2 separate regions of the Mus musculus genome follow, and region 1 is linked to region 2. A link is a contact called in public promoter capture Hi-C data. All regions are on one chromosome and are shown on one strand. Each heading gives the region's core, a stretch centred on a gene start, on an enhancer-like site or on the middle of the called end of the contact. The rest is flanking DNA. Distances are from core to core; before and after follow the strand shown.

The links. Capture Hi-C pulls out chosen DNA fragments and counts their contacts.
Region 1: a contact with region 2 is called in a promoter capture Hi-C map of adipose tissue. The contact joins two enhancer-like sites. A contact is called at or near these places in 3 of 484 Hi-C or Micro-C datasets (all in embryonic stem cells), 2 of 115 datasets of contacts at active chromatin or transcription factors (bone marrow-derived macrophages and embryonic forebrain) and 2 of 9 other capture datasets (adipose tissue and embryonic stem cells).

What each region holds. Positions count from the first base shown.
Region 1 is chr15:100,201,041-100,207,778 of GRCm38.p6, forward strand. It overlaps Dip2b (disco interacting protein 2 homolog B), which reads left to right. Exons shown (of 38, transcript NM_001159361.2): 31 at 1,148-1,316; 32 at 2,092-2,262; 33 at 4,043-4,104; 34 at 5,357-5,414; 35 at 6,718-6,738. Among named protein-coding and RNA genes, the nearest start is that of Atf1, 23 kb to the right of the region's middle. Within about 2 kb of position 3,746, at least 88 of the 459 cell types and tissues checked have an H3K27ac peak or open chromatin away from gene starts, as enhancers often do. A contact at or near this core is called in adipose tissue and bone marrow-derived macrophages, where this site is marked.
Region 2 is chr15:100,440,194-100,446,719 of GRCm38.p6, forward strand. All of the region lies in intron 1 of 5330439K02Rik (a long non-coding RNA gene), which reads right to left. Among named protein-coding and RNA genes, the nearest start is that of Gm5475, 20 kb to the left of the region's middle. Within about 2 kb of position 3,193, at least 311 of the 459 cell types and tissues checked have an H3K27ac peak or open chromatin away from gene starts, as enhancers often do. A contact at or near this core is called in adipose tissue and bone marrow-derived macrophages, where this site is marked.

The sequences.
Region 1 (6,738 bases), core at 2,496-4,995, 240 kb before region 2:
TAAGAGCTGTTACTCTCAGAGGGCTCGTGCTCCCATCAGCACCTAGGAGCACTTAAGAGCTGTTACTCTCAGAGGGCTCGTACTCCCAGCACCACAGCTGTCTGTGGCTACAGTAGCATGCCTTTAATCTCAGTGGTGGTTCACACCCTTGATCCCAGCACTTGGGAGACAGAGGCAGGCAGATCTCTGAGTTTTAGGCCAGCCTGGTGTATGGAGTGAGTTCCAATACAGCCAGGGCTACACAGAGAAACCCTGTTTCAAGAAACCAAAATAAATAGACAGGCAGGCAGACATAAAATGAAATAAAACTCTTCTTGAAAAAGGGAAAGAACAAGGTACAGTGGCTCCCGCCTGTGATTCTAGCCCTTGAGAGACTAAAATGGAAGGTTGCCCAAGGCTTCCTGTTATGGGATCACTGCATCTTCATACCCTGGCAGATTCCCCATTTTACATGAAAGACAGATGTTGGGGCCTTTTCTGGACTGAATTGACCCAGACAGACCCTAACTGTGGTTACTGAGCTCTTGGTCCAGGGTTTTTAGGGTTAGCTGTCATGGCTGCAGACCTTCCAGGTGACCCCCACATTCCTTCTGTTGCCCTGCTGTACTTACACTTTGTGAGTCAGTCCTCGTCATCCCTCACCCCGAGTACCATCCCTCCTAACTCTCTCCCAGCCTTTGGGGCTTCAGTTCCAAGTCCTCCTCCATGTTGGTTTTATAACAACACAGCCACACTCTAAGGGTAAAAGACTGGCCTCCGTGTGCCAGCAGCCACCTTTCACAGTTGCTCCAGCCTTTCAGATAATCCCTCTGCACTCTGCTCCAGGAATGCCATGCATGCTCTGTACTACATGCTGCCCCTCTGCCTTCCCAGCCCACCCCTACTTCTAGACACTCATTCTTGAGTGCTGCACCCCACCCCTGCTTTCTCAGTTTGAGTGAACTGATTTACTTCTGTGCTCTTGGCTCTTCCTGTGAATTTGTGTCACACCTACTGTAGCCTGCCTTGTTTTCTGGTCACGTGTCTTGTGAGTTATAAAGGGATGAGAGGAATGGTCAGCCTTGTACTAAAGGCCCTCTGCTGTCTCTGCCCTGCTAGGTACGATGCTGAGGGTAAGTGTGTCCACTCTCCACTTCCTTTTTTGCAGTGTGTATTCGGGTCACCAGTCCGTCTTGATCCCTCCTATGGAGCTGGAAAACAACCTTTTCCTCTGGCTCGCCACTGTCAACCAGTACAAGATCAGGGACACCTTCTGCTCCTACTCAGTCATGGAGCTGTGCACTAAAGGGCTGGGGAACCAGGTGGAGGTGCTGAAGGTGAGGAGCAAGCCCAGCGAGTGACCGGTCCTTAGAGGGTTGACGGACAGGCCAGGGCTGCTGCAGCCGGAGCAGGGTACTCAGCATGCCCGCTGCCCTTTCCTGCTGTCCAGGACTGAGTGGATAGCTCGTAAATGGCAGGGACTTGAACGGCCCTCTTCCTAACTTAGTGCATTCTTTCAAAGCTAATTTTATTCTGTGTGGAAAGGGAGAGGATCTATTTATATAACAGTATGTGGGAAACTCACTGCGGGTAGATTCTTCCCAGCAAAATGAGGACCCCAGAACACTGGAGATGAGGCACTCCCTGAAGGACAGGGTCCATGTTCATGTTTGCATCCAGTGGCCAGGTATGAGGAAGTCACATACTGAATTCCCTCCCTAACAGAGAAGTAGCACCCCAAGGACTAACACAGGTGGTGGGGAGCTAGCTGTCTGCAGACTAGGGAATGAGAGAAATGCAAGGGAATGGGGCTAGAACAGAAGTACAGTGCTGAGAAGAGAAGCCTAAAAGCTTGGGTTTTGGGGTACCCCCCTTCTTTTGTGGAGGTGATGGTGCAATCCAGGGCCTGTGCATCCTAGCCTGGTGCTTCCCTCCTCAGCCCCAGAGGAAAGGCATGGAGTAGATCAGCTGTAGGTGATAGTACCTAGGCATTTGGCCATTTCCTTTCTGAAAGATATTTTTCTCTGTGTCTGGGCCCAGAAGGTACCCCTTGGCTTTTCCCGAACAAGAAGGGATCTTTCTAACTATGTTTCTGACACCAATTTCTTGCAGACCAGAGGGATCAATCTTTCTTGCATCCGGACCTGTGTGGTGGTGGCAGAGGAGCGGCCCCGTGTCAGCCTTCAGCAGTCCTTCTCCAAGCTCTTCAAAGACATCGGTCTGTCCCCTCGAGCTGTCAGCACCACTTTTGGATCCAGAGTCAATGTAGCAATATGTTTACAGGTAACACCATGTTGATGTGTGGTATTTAATAATTCTATTAGTTCTTATTATGACCCTACGAGTCCCACAGTAATTGAGTCAGAGTTACATGGATTTATTTAATCAGCATTAGCATATTTACTGGGCGATGTTTTGATTTTGCTGTTTAAAAGATTTATTTATTTAATGTATGTGAGCACACTGTTGCAGACACACCAGAAGAGGGCATCAGATCCCATTACAGATGGATGTGAGCCACCATGTGGTTGCTGGGAATTGAACTCACAGCCTCTGGAAGACCAGCCTGTGCTCTTAACCCCTGAGCCATCTCTCCAGCCCCCTTGGGTGATGTTTTTTACACTAGACTGGCCATTTCCCAACTAGACTCCCCAAGTTATTTACTGTTTGAGTCTCACCTGGGTTATTTCTGCTCCATCTGACTGTCCTCAGGAGGCATTTCTCTTGGCCACATGTCCTAGTCCATCCTGTCTAATGGAGACCTCTGGCTCTCCTGTCTTCTTTCTCCTTCCTCCCTCGTGGTCCCTACCTGTGACCCCTAAGCCTAGGAACCAAGGCCTTGTCTACTCTATTCTCCAAGTAATTGGCTGTCAGCCACTTTTGTTTAATCAGTCAGAGACTAAAAACAAGCAAAGTTTACACATCATTTGGTGTATGGGGGAAAGTGCTGGTTTTGACTGCAACCAGATCCAATGTTTAGCATTTTGAAAACAAGCAGTTCCAGACCAGCTCCAGCACCATGAAGTTCTTGTTGCTGCTGCTGGGTCTTTGAGACAGAGTTGCCTGACCATGAACTCACAGCAGTCTCCCTGCCTCAGTCTTCTGACCCCCTGAGTAGACTGTGAGGCCTTGTAGTGTCTTCAAGGCCATGCTGCTCTGCCTGAGACTGGTTCTGCTGGGTCACTGTGGAGATTTAGGCTTTTTATCTTGCCTGCTGCATCTCCTATGTTCATCTATAAAATGATGCCTTTGTTTGCCCAGGGTTGGCCTACAGGTCAGCGGATTACTAGGGAAGCACTCAGACAAGAGCAAGCCAGTGGCCTCCATGTGATACTCTCTCCTAGTACAGAGTGCTCCAGGAACCTCCCTGAGTCCCTTTTTTTTTTTTAAAGATGTATTTATTTTATGTATATGAGTACACTGTAGCTGTACTGATGGTTTTGAGCCACCATTTGGTTGCTGGGATTTGAACTCAGGACCTTCGGAAGAGCAGTCAGTGCCCTTAACCTCTGAGCCATCTCTCCAGCCCCCTGAGTCCTATTTTAATGTCATTAATTAATTAATATACATCCTTCTTGTCCCCCATATTTTGCCTTCTAAAAATAAAGCTGCATCTTTTGCCATGTTGTTCTGGGTAGATCTAGAACAGTCTGACTTTATGTGCTTGGCAGCTCATGAGGCAAGTGCATGCATGCATAGCCAAGGGGAAGAGAGGGTGACTAAGACTCTGGTCTCCAGTGACCCAGGTCAAGAGGCTTGCAGGAAATGTCATCATACTTCCCTGTAGAGTCCCATCCTGCCCCTTGCTCTCATCAGCCCCTGCTCTGAGCCCTGGGTAGGGAACTACCCAAACCCACTCCCCAGGCTTGGTACTGCTTCATTGCTGCAGAGATAGCCAAGAGGTTGCCAGGCCCAAGGCTCCTCCCCGCTCCCCCTTTTATGGCTCACTTGGTTAAAGAGAAAGTGAGAATGAGCTCTCCGACAGCAGACATTTCCCATTTGTGGAAGAGAGACAGCTCGTTCAGGCTTTAAATAAACAGTGTGCTGGTTTGTTCTTCTTTAGGGAACCTCAGGGCCGGATCCAACAACTGTGTATGTGGATCTGAAGTCGCTGAGACATGACAGGTATGGTGAGCACAGAGCTTGACCTCAACATCAGCACCCCTGTCCTGCTCTTGTTTACATCTTGAGGGGTGATGCAGGAAGGGGAAGGTCTCATGTCTGTCATTAGTAAATAATAGGAATTTTGTTTATGAAAAAAAAGCTTCAGTTCTCACAGTTGCTTCATTGACATTAGCTTTAGGCCTTGGTTGGTTTTTCATCACCCAAGAGGTGGAGTAGGATTTGAAACCCCAGTTTGTTATATAGTCTGAGCTGGCCTAAAACTTACAGCCATCCTCCTGCCTCTGATTCTGCTAGATTATAGGCATGAGGAATCATGCCTGGCTTGCTGTATTGTTCTATAATTAAAATGTAATCTTAGTTTCTAGCTATAAATGTATATACTTTTGTGGGGCTGCGTGTGGGGCGCACGCCTTTAACTGTAGCACTCAAGCAGGCGGATCTCTGAGTTCCAGGATAGCCAGAGCTATACAGGGAGACCCTGTCTCAAAAACAAAAACAAAAACAAAAGAAAACAAACAATAGATAGTGTCTTTGTTCTGCAGTTCAAAAAAATGAGGCAGACGTGAGGCCAGGACAGGGCTTTGACACAACACTTAATCTGAGTCCATAGTTTGTGAAGCCGCTTTTTCTCTCACTGAGATTTTAAGTTTTGTCCCACAGCGTGATGCTGAGATACGGAGCCCTTTGCACATTAGGCTGGTGGCTAGTCCCCAGTGTGCCTAGGCAGAGACCCCAGGCCACACTCGTGCTGGGTGTGTGTGTGTGAGCATGCGTGCATATGTGCGCACCAGAAAACTACCCTAGGTGGTGTTACTTGGTTCCTCAGGGACCATCCACCTTGTTTTCTGGGACAGGGTCAATCTCTGAGACCTGTGGCTTGCCAATTCTGAGAAGATTGCTCTCTGGGCAGCCTCGTAGACTCCCCTGTCTCTGCCTCCCAGCACCGGAGTCATGGACATGAGTCACAGTACTTGGTGTCACGGTTAAGCAGCAGCACTCCACCTGCTGACATATCTGGTGGCCTGACGGCAGGTCTCCTTCCCTGGAGAGGCTCGCCTCTCGACTCCTGGGAACAGGTTGTTACAGTGGGAGCTGCTGTTGAAACCTAGTAAACTGACCCAGAGCATCAAGTGTGTGGAGTGTGAGAAGCCCACTTTGGGAGCAGAGGTGCCAGTTAGACATCCTGAGGAGGTAGCTGCAGTAGTGAACCCCATTTTATAAAGACTAGACATTAACCCCTGTTTCTCTACAGGGTCCGTCTTGTGGAACGGGGTGCCCCCCAGAGCCTCCTGCTTTCTGAATCTGGAAAGGTATTCTATTCTGCTAGCTGCTGGGGAAGGCTGGGATGGAGGAAGAGGGCTGAAGCCTGAGAGAAGAGTCCAGTCAAGCTTAGAGAAAAGCCCATAGGCTTTCCTTAATGGATGGTTTCAGATGCATGAAGACCAGATGTGCACTTATCTCCAGATTGTTTAAATCCCATGGACACGCCATTCTTACTGATAAGCCAGCAAAGTGGCTAGAGGGGCAGCACCTGAGGAAGCCAGCTCTGTCTGTAAACACTGAAAGTCAGGACAGAGAGGAGCTTCGAGAAAGAGAGCTAGAGAGCTAGCAGCTACTCTGAGCATCCCTTCACCCTATCCCCTCCATCCTCACCACCTCCCCCTCTGTCATCCCTCACCCTGAACTGTCCAGACAGAGGACAGAATTGAGAAGATGTGTCAGGGTCCTGCCTAGGAATCCTGAGGCAGAGAAGAAAGAAACCCAAAGGAGACTCTGCCTACTCTCCAGCATATGTCACAACACAGGGGGCTTGTGTGAACTGCGTGTGTGGGCTGTGCCATTCATTGCTCATGTCTGCAGTTGGGAGCACGTGGAAGCAGGAATATCATGTCATGAGGGTAGGCCGAGGCTACCCTTTATTCCCTTCCTCTAGGTTTTAGATACTTAAACCTGGGTAGTAAGTCTCAGGCTTTAGAAACCCAAGCTAAAAAATTAACAGGGCAAGAGACAGTAACCCAAATGGCTGGATGACTCTCTTGCCTGTTTGCCCAGAATGGTCCTCGTCCATAGTAGGCAAGTGGCTTACTGCTGAACTACACTACTACCGTGGAATCATCTTAGGTGAGCCCTCATCCATGAGCCCAGACAGCATATGTTTCTCTTCCTCCCTATTGTGGCTCCCCACTGTAGTCTGAGCTCCCCGTGGAGTGGTCTCCAAGTTCTCCTCCTAGTTTATCTTTGGAAAGGCTTACCCAAAAGGGAATGGCTGAGATACTTACCAGCGTCTTGCTGTTGTGGCCTTGAGCAGAAGTTTCTCAACCCTCTGAGGAGATAGCAGTCTGGATTGTTCTAGCTTCAGAGTGGAACTCACTGATCCTCCATCTCTACTAAGACGAGAAAGATTGACCAGGAACAAACAGAAAAGCACTTCAGGACCCTTTGAGTGATGGCTGCTTCATTAGCTCTTGCCATTTCTAGTCCAGTTCCTAGAGGTCATTGGTTGATTGCAGGGCTTGGGGTTAGAAGCCATGCCTCAGACCAGTAAGCTAAGCCACAGCCACAGGTACGAGGCTTGGTTGAACTGAGTATTTGTATTTCCTCTTTGATTCTTAGATCTTACCTGGAGTAAAAGTA
Region 2 (6,526 bases), core at 1,943-4,442:
AATCCCTGCATTACACAGACAGGCCTAGTCTCAAAAAACAAAAACAAAATAAATGAGAAAACAATATTTTTCAGTTCATCATGTCTGTGCACGTGTATCCAAGTGTTCCATGCCTGTCACACAGCAATGGGGAGTGGAGGGTGAGAGAGGGGAACACCTGAAGCCTGTTGGCTTGCTAGAGTATCCAGATCTATGTGCTTTGGGTTAGTGAGACCTGTCTCTCAAAAACATTAAGTATAAGCCTTTGATTCCTACACTACAGGCAGAGACAGGAAGATCTCTGTGAGTTTGAGGCCAGCCTGGTCTACATAGTGAGTTCCAGAACGGCTAGGGATATGCAGAGAGATCTTGTGTCAGAAAACAAACAAAGAAGAAAGAAAGAAAAAGAAGAGAGGAAAAAGAAGACACCAAACACCTACCTTTGGCCTTCACACACGTGTATTCACGTGAGCATAACCATGTGAATAACTTCTACACTAACAAGAACGCACACAACCTACACACAACACGCGTGCATCAGTTCATGCCCCCCACCCCCGCAAAGAAAGCCCAAGCAAACCTTTGTGGGGGTGGAAGGAGCTTGGTGAGTGAAATGCTTGCCTTGTGCCCAGACCCCACATTAAGAAGCTGACACAGTGGCACATGCTTGCCGTCCTGTGACCTGGGAGGCAGGGAGGGCTCCCATCTCAGAAAACAAGGTGCTTTCATATCAATGAGATAAAACACGTGACCAAGGCAACAGAGAAGAGTGCATTTGGGCTTATGGTTCCAGAGCGTTAGAGGGAAAGCGTGGCAGTGAGCACTAGGCTGGAAGCTGCGGCAGGGAGCAAGGCACTCACGTCCTCAGCTGCAATCCCAAAGGCAGAGCAGACAGGAAGGAGACGAGGCTGTTTAGTTCCGAACCTGTCCCTCAGCCATGCTGCGCCAACTGGGGACCAGGTATTCAAACCACCACAGATGGCTTTTGAAGAGTGACACCTGGGGTTGTTCTCTGGCTTCCCTACACACATGAACACACATATGCACACTCACACGCACACACACACATCCACCGCACACACATATATGCATGCGCACACGTGCTATATACATAATTTAAAATAAAATCTCAATAAAACTACATTTTATGAGTTGGCATAGGAACCCTGCTTTTCCTTGCATATCCCTGCAACCTCAGTGCATGTGTTGCAGAGTGCTCTATTGTATTTATTTGTTTACTTTGGTTTTGTTGAGACAGGGTTTCAGTGTGTATCCCCAGTTGTCTTCAAACTCCTAAGTAGACTAAGTAGACTAGGCTGGCCTCAAACTCACAGAGATCTGCCTCCCTCTGACTCCTGAGCTCTGGGATTAAAGGCCCACACCATCATGACAGGCAAAAACTTCACTCTTGATCCAGGGCAGGGATTTACAACATTTGGCTAATGTCCCCTTTGGGATCCAACAACCCTTTCACATAGGCTGCCTAAGACCATCGGAAAACATAGATATTTACATTACAAATCATAACAGTAGCAAAATTTCTGTTATGAAGTAGCAACAAAAATAATGTTATGGCTGGGGTCACCACAGCGTGAGGAAGTGTATTAAAGGGTTGCCGCTTTACTTTAGAGAGGTTGAGAACTGAAGATCTAGGAGATTTGTACAGAGACAGCAAATGCACTTGGTTTTTATTCTAGCACATGGTGGCTGTGTCTTTTCCGCATTGACTAGGATAAGACCTCACAGTCTTATTTATTAGTCTACTCTTATTATTTTTTTTTTAAGATTTCTTTTTTTCCGAGACAGGGTTTCTCTGTGTAGCCCTGGCTGTCCTGGAACTCTGTAGACCAGGCTGGCCTCGAACTCTCAAAGATTTATTTATTTATTATATATGAGTTCACTGTTGCTGTCTAGAAACACACGCATCAGATCTCATTGCAGATGGTTGTGAGCCACCGTGTGGTTGCTGGGATTTAAACTCAGGAGCAGTCAGTGTTCTGAACCACTGAGCCATCTCTCCAGCCCTAGCCTAGTCTAGTCTTAAAAGAACTCGTGCATAGGAATTGAAGATGGAGAAAGGGGGTGGCAGATCCAGGTCATCGAGTTCCCAGAATGAAGCAGGGTCTGTTGTGTAAACAAAGATTTTACCAGGTCATGGGGACTAAAATATGTGCACAGAAGTCTTATGAGGTAAGAAAGAAGGTTTGCGTTCTTTGCCCTAAACACAAGTTTTATAATATTTGGTGGCAGAGACTCATGTTTAATATGACTAACACTATTAATCATGGACTTTGAGGTTTCAGAATCCCTTACTGAGGCTGGAGAGATAGCTCAGTGGCTGAAGGTCCTGAGTTCAAATCCCAGCAACCACATGGTGGCTCACAAACATCCATAATGAGATCTGATGCCCTCTTCTGGTGTGTCTGAAGACAGCTACAGTGTACTTAGATATAATAATAAATAAATCTTTATAAAAAAAAAACTCTCTTCCTCTCCCCTCACCTCCAACAGGTATAGCTGGGTGGTGGTGGCACACACCTTTAATTGGAGGCAGAGGCAGAGGCAGAGGCAGAGGCAGAGGCAGAGGCAGAGGCAGAGGCAGAGGCAGAGGCAGAGGCAGAGGCAGAGGCAGAGGCAGAGGCAGAGGCAGAGGCAGAGGCAGAGGCAGAGGCAGAGGCAGAGGCAGAGGCAGAGGCAGGTGGATCTCTGTGAGTTGGAGGCCAGCCTGATCTAGAGAGTGAGTTCCAGGCCAGCTGGGGCTATGCAGAGAGGCCCCGATTCAAAACAAACAAAAAAATAATTTATGTTTGTGCATATATCTATATAGACATAGATACACTTACCTGTGTAAGTACAAACATGTGTTATATGTATTTCTATACAATACATACATGCGCAACAGAATCTTCCCTTTAGGGTGGAAGCTCATTATATTCCTTGTTTTAAAATGTCCCATGGCAGGAAATGCCTGCTTACCACAACGCCGCTGGCTCTCTGTAACTTGGCCAAAGTATCTACCTGATTACAGTATCTCTAGATGATAACATTTTGCTACTGCATGGGGAGGCCTGACAGCGATCTCCTTATCACTGGGGGGAAAGAAAGCCAGTAAATGCCTTTGAGTCAGATCAGATCCAGAACCCAACTGCAGCTAACCTAGAGGCAGCTCAGTTTCCCTGTCCTCTGATAGCCCCTAAAGACAGTAGCCTGGACCAGCGTGGGTTCGATCCGAGAAGAAAAGCTACCAGTCATGACGCGTAAGGGTGCTTGTCACAGAGCTATGACCTTAAACAACATGAAAGCTGGTGTTGGGGGCGGGGGCGGGGGTGGGGGGGTGGGAGGGAAGGAGAGGAAGCAAGGGAGGGAGGGGGTGTTTGTGTGGCGCGCGCGCGCGCGCGCGTGTGTGTGTGTGTGTGTGTGTATGTGTGTGTGTGTGTGTGTGTGTGTATTCACCGGCAGAGAAGGTGGGTTTCCTGCTTTATAGCCCTCTCGCCTCATTTCCTTGCGACAGTCCCTCCCTCACTGACCCGGGATTGGCTGGCAAGCAGCAAGCATTCTCTTGTCTCTAAAGCCCACAGCGCTGCGTCACGGGCATGCATAGCCACGCCCATCTTTTTCCCTGGGCGCTGCAGACTTTCTGGGTTTTGCTGCCCATATTCACAGCAAGCCTTAACCTATTTTGGTCCGTCCTTGTCTAGAAACACCTCCACAGACACTGAGAAGTGCAGTTCGCTAACAGCTCCTCAGCGTTCCTGTGTCCTAGACTAAGTACTGCAGACTCTAACTAGTCTACAGTTGCTTCTCTTATCCGAAGCCTCAGTTTCCCCTGCAGTGAAATGAGGGGATTTTAAAGTCATTTTAGAACACTGGCAGTCAGGCCAGCATACATGAACCAAGGCCACTGCCTCCCAGCCGGTCTGCCTCTGCTGTGGAGGGCGGTCTTTCCATTTCATTTTCTGCTTGTTCAAATGCAAACAAACAAGGGAACAAATATGTAAATAGAGCAAGAAGCTTGCCTTCTTAAAGGGTATTCGGTTTCCATACAAACAGAGAAGCCAGGCGTTTAACAGTAAAGCCGGAAAGGAAAGTGGAAATCAAGATCGCAGGAAGGTTACGGAGTGTTCAGAGTCCCCCGGGAAACGAGACGGAAATGGGGATTGGTGGTGTTATGCCTGCCTGGTGTGTGTGGCACTGAAAACTCATCACTGAGAAACGTGATGCAGGAATACAAGCCCCTGTTGCAAACCTGCTGGCTTTTACCTAGGTAAGTACGATCAAACCTTCAGACAGAGCTGGCGATGCCAACCGGCACTGCCTGCTCCCCAGAGGACCTGGGTTTGATTCCTAGCACAACCACCTGTAACTCTGGTTTCAGGGGATCGGATGCCTTCTTCTGGCTTCCTCGGACAAAGTGTGCACATGGTATACAGACATACACCCAAGGAAAACACCCATAAAATAAAGAAAAAGAAAAACTATCAAATGTTTAATCCTGTTTTTATTTGCATATTTAGGGGACGGTGGCTGTCTGTTGAGGGGTTTTCTTTTGTCAAGCCTGGGGTTTGGTGTATGCTAGACAAGCACTCTACAGCTGAGCTATACCCTGGCTCAAAAGATTGCTTCTCCTCAAATAAAATAAAATAAAATAAAATAAAAATATAAATAAATCAATTGGTCACAATTTACTTTAAGGCCTGAAAACATTGAGTGATCAAAGTGAAACCATGGTAGCTAGGCAGAGTGGCACACACTTGGCATCCTGGCACACCAGGAGCTGAGACGAGAGCATCGTGAGTTCAAGACCACCCTGAGCTACAGTGCTTGCAGGACACTGTCAAAAAATATTAATTTTTGTTATTGCTTTTGTGGTACTGGGGTCTAAATTTGGCAGCTTGTTCTCCCTTGGCAAGCACTCTACCACCAAACTATAACTGAGCTCTTGGGATTTCTTAAAGTTGGTAAATGTGATATAAAACTTTTAAAAAATATAGTCATCAAGTTGGCTCAGTGGTAAGTGCACTTGTCACACAAGTGTCACGACCTGAGTTCTAGTCCCAGAATCCACAGTGGAGCTAGGAGAACTGACTCCCTCAAAAACTGTCTATTTGTTTATTTTTCAAGAGGGTTTCTCTGCGTAGCTCTGGAGATCCTGGAACTCATTCTGTAGACTAGGCTGGACTGGAACAGGAAGATTTGCCTGCCTCTGCCTTCCAAGTGATGGGATGAAAGGTGCATAACCCCATCCAACAAAACTGTCCTTTTTAAAAAAAAGTTTAAGGCCAATGGTGTTGGCGCATGCCTCTAATTTCAGCATTTGGGAGGCAGAGGCAGAGGCAGGTTTGGGGTGACCCTGGTCTACAGAGCGAGTTCCAAAAGTTTACAAATAAAATACAGGTGCAATCAACCTCTAAGCATATGAAATATGATTTTTTTTAGTTTTATTTATTTATTTATTATATGTAAGTACACTGTAGCTGTCCTCAGACACTCCAGAAGAGGGAGTCAGATCTCGTTATGGATGGCTGTGAGCCACCATGTGGTTGCTGGGATTTGAACTCCTGACCTTCGGAAGAGCAGTTGGGTGCTCTTACCCACTGAGCCATCTCACCAGCCCGAAATATGATTTTTAAAAGCAATTGTCTTAGTTAAGGTTTTATTGCTGTGAAGAGACACCATGACCAAGGCAACTCTTATAAAGGGCAACATTTAATTGGAGCTGGCTTACAGTTTCAGAGTTCAGTCCATTATCATCATGGTGTCTATGGGGGGCAAACCTATTTAAACCACCACACCAATGTTACTTAAAATGCAAGGTGATGATACAAAATCAAAAATCTTGCACACGGTTAATGAGAACATGATCAGCAGCAAATCACTCAAAGAAAACAGAATTGCCAGGCCCGGTGGCACTGCTGTGACACCAGCATTCAGGAGGCTGAGGCAAAAGCATTGCTTTTAGGTTGTAGCAAGCCTGGAGTTTATACTGAAGTCCTGTTTTTAAAAAACTGGGAATGGAGAGATGTCTCAGCAGTTAAGGGCACTAGCTGTTCTTGCAGAGGACAGTTCCTAGAACCTGCATGATGGCTCACAACCGCCTGTAATTCCAGTTCCAGGTGATCTAATGTTTTCTGACTACCACAGGCACCAGGCACACTGGCAGGCAAAACTCTCTTACATATAAGAGTAAAGACATCTTTTTTTTTTTTAAAGATTTATTTATTTATTATACATAAGTATGCTGTAGCTGTCTTCAGACACTCCAGAAGAGGGTGTCAGATTTCGTTACAGATGGTTGTGAGCCACCATGTGGTTGCTGGGATTTGAACTCAGGACCTTTGAAAGAGTAGTCAGTGCTCTTAATCACTGAGCCATCTCTCCAGCCCTAAACACATCTTTTAACTTGGAAGGTGGTGGTGCACACTTTCAACACCAGCACTCCAGTACTCGGGAGGCAGAGACAGGCAGATCTCAAAGACCAGCCTGGTCTACAGAGTGAATTCCAGGACAGTCAGGGCTACACAGAGAAACCCTGTTTCAAAAAAACCAA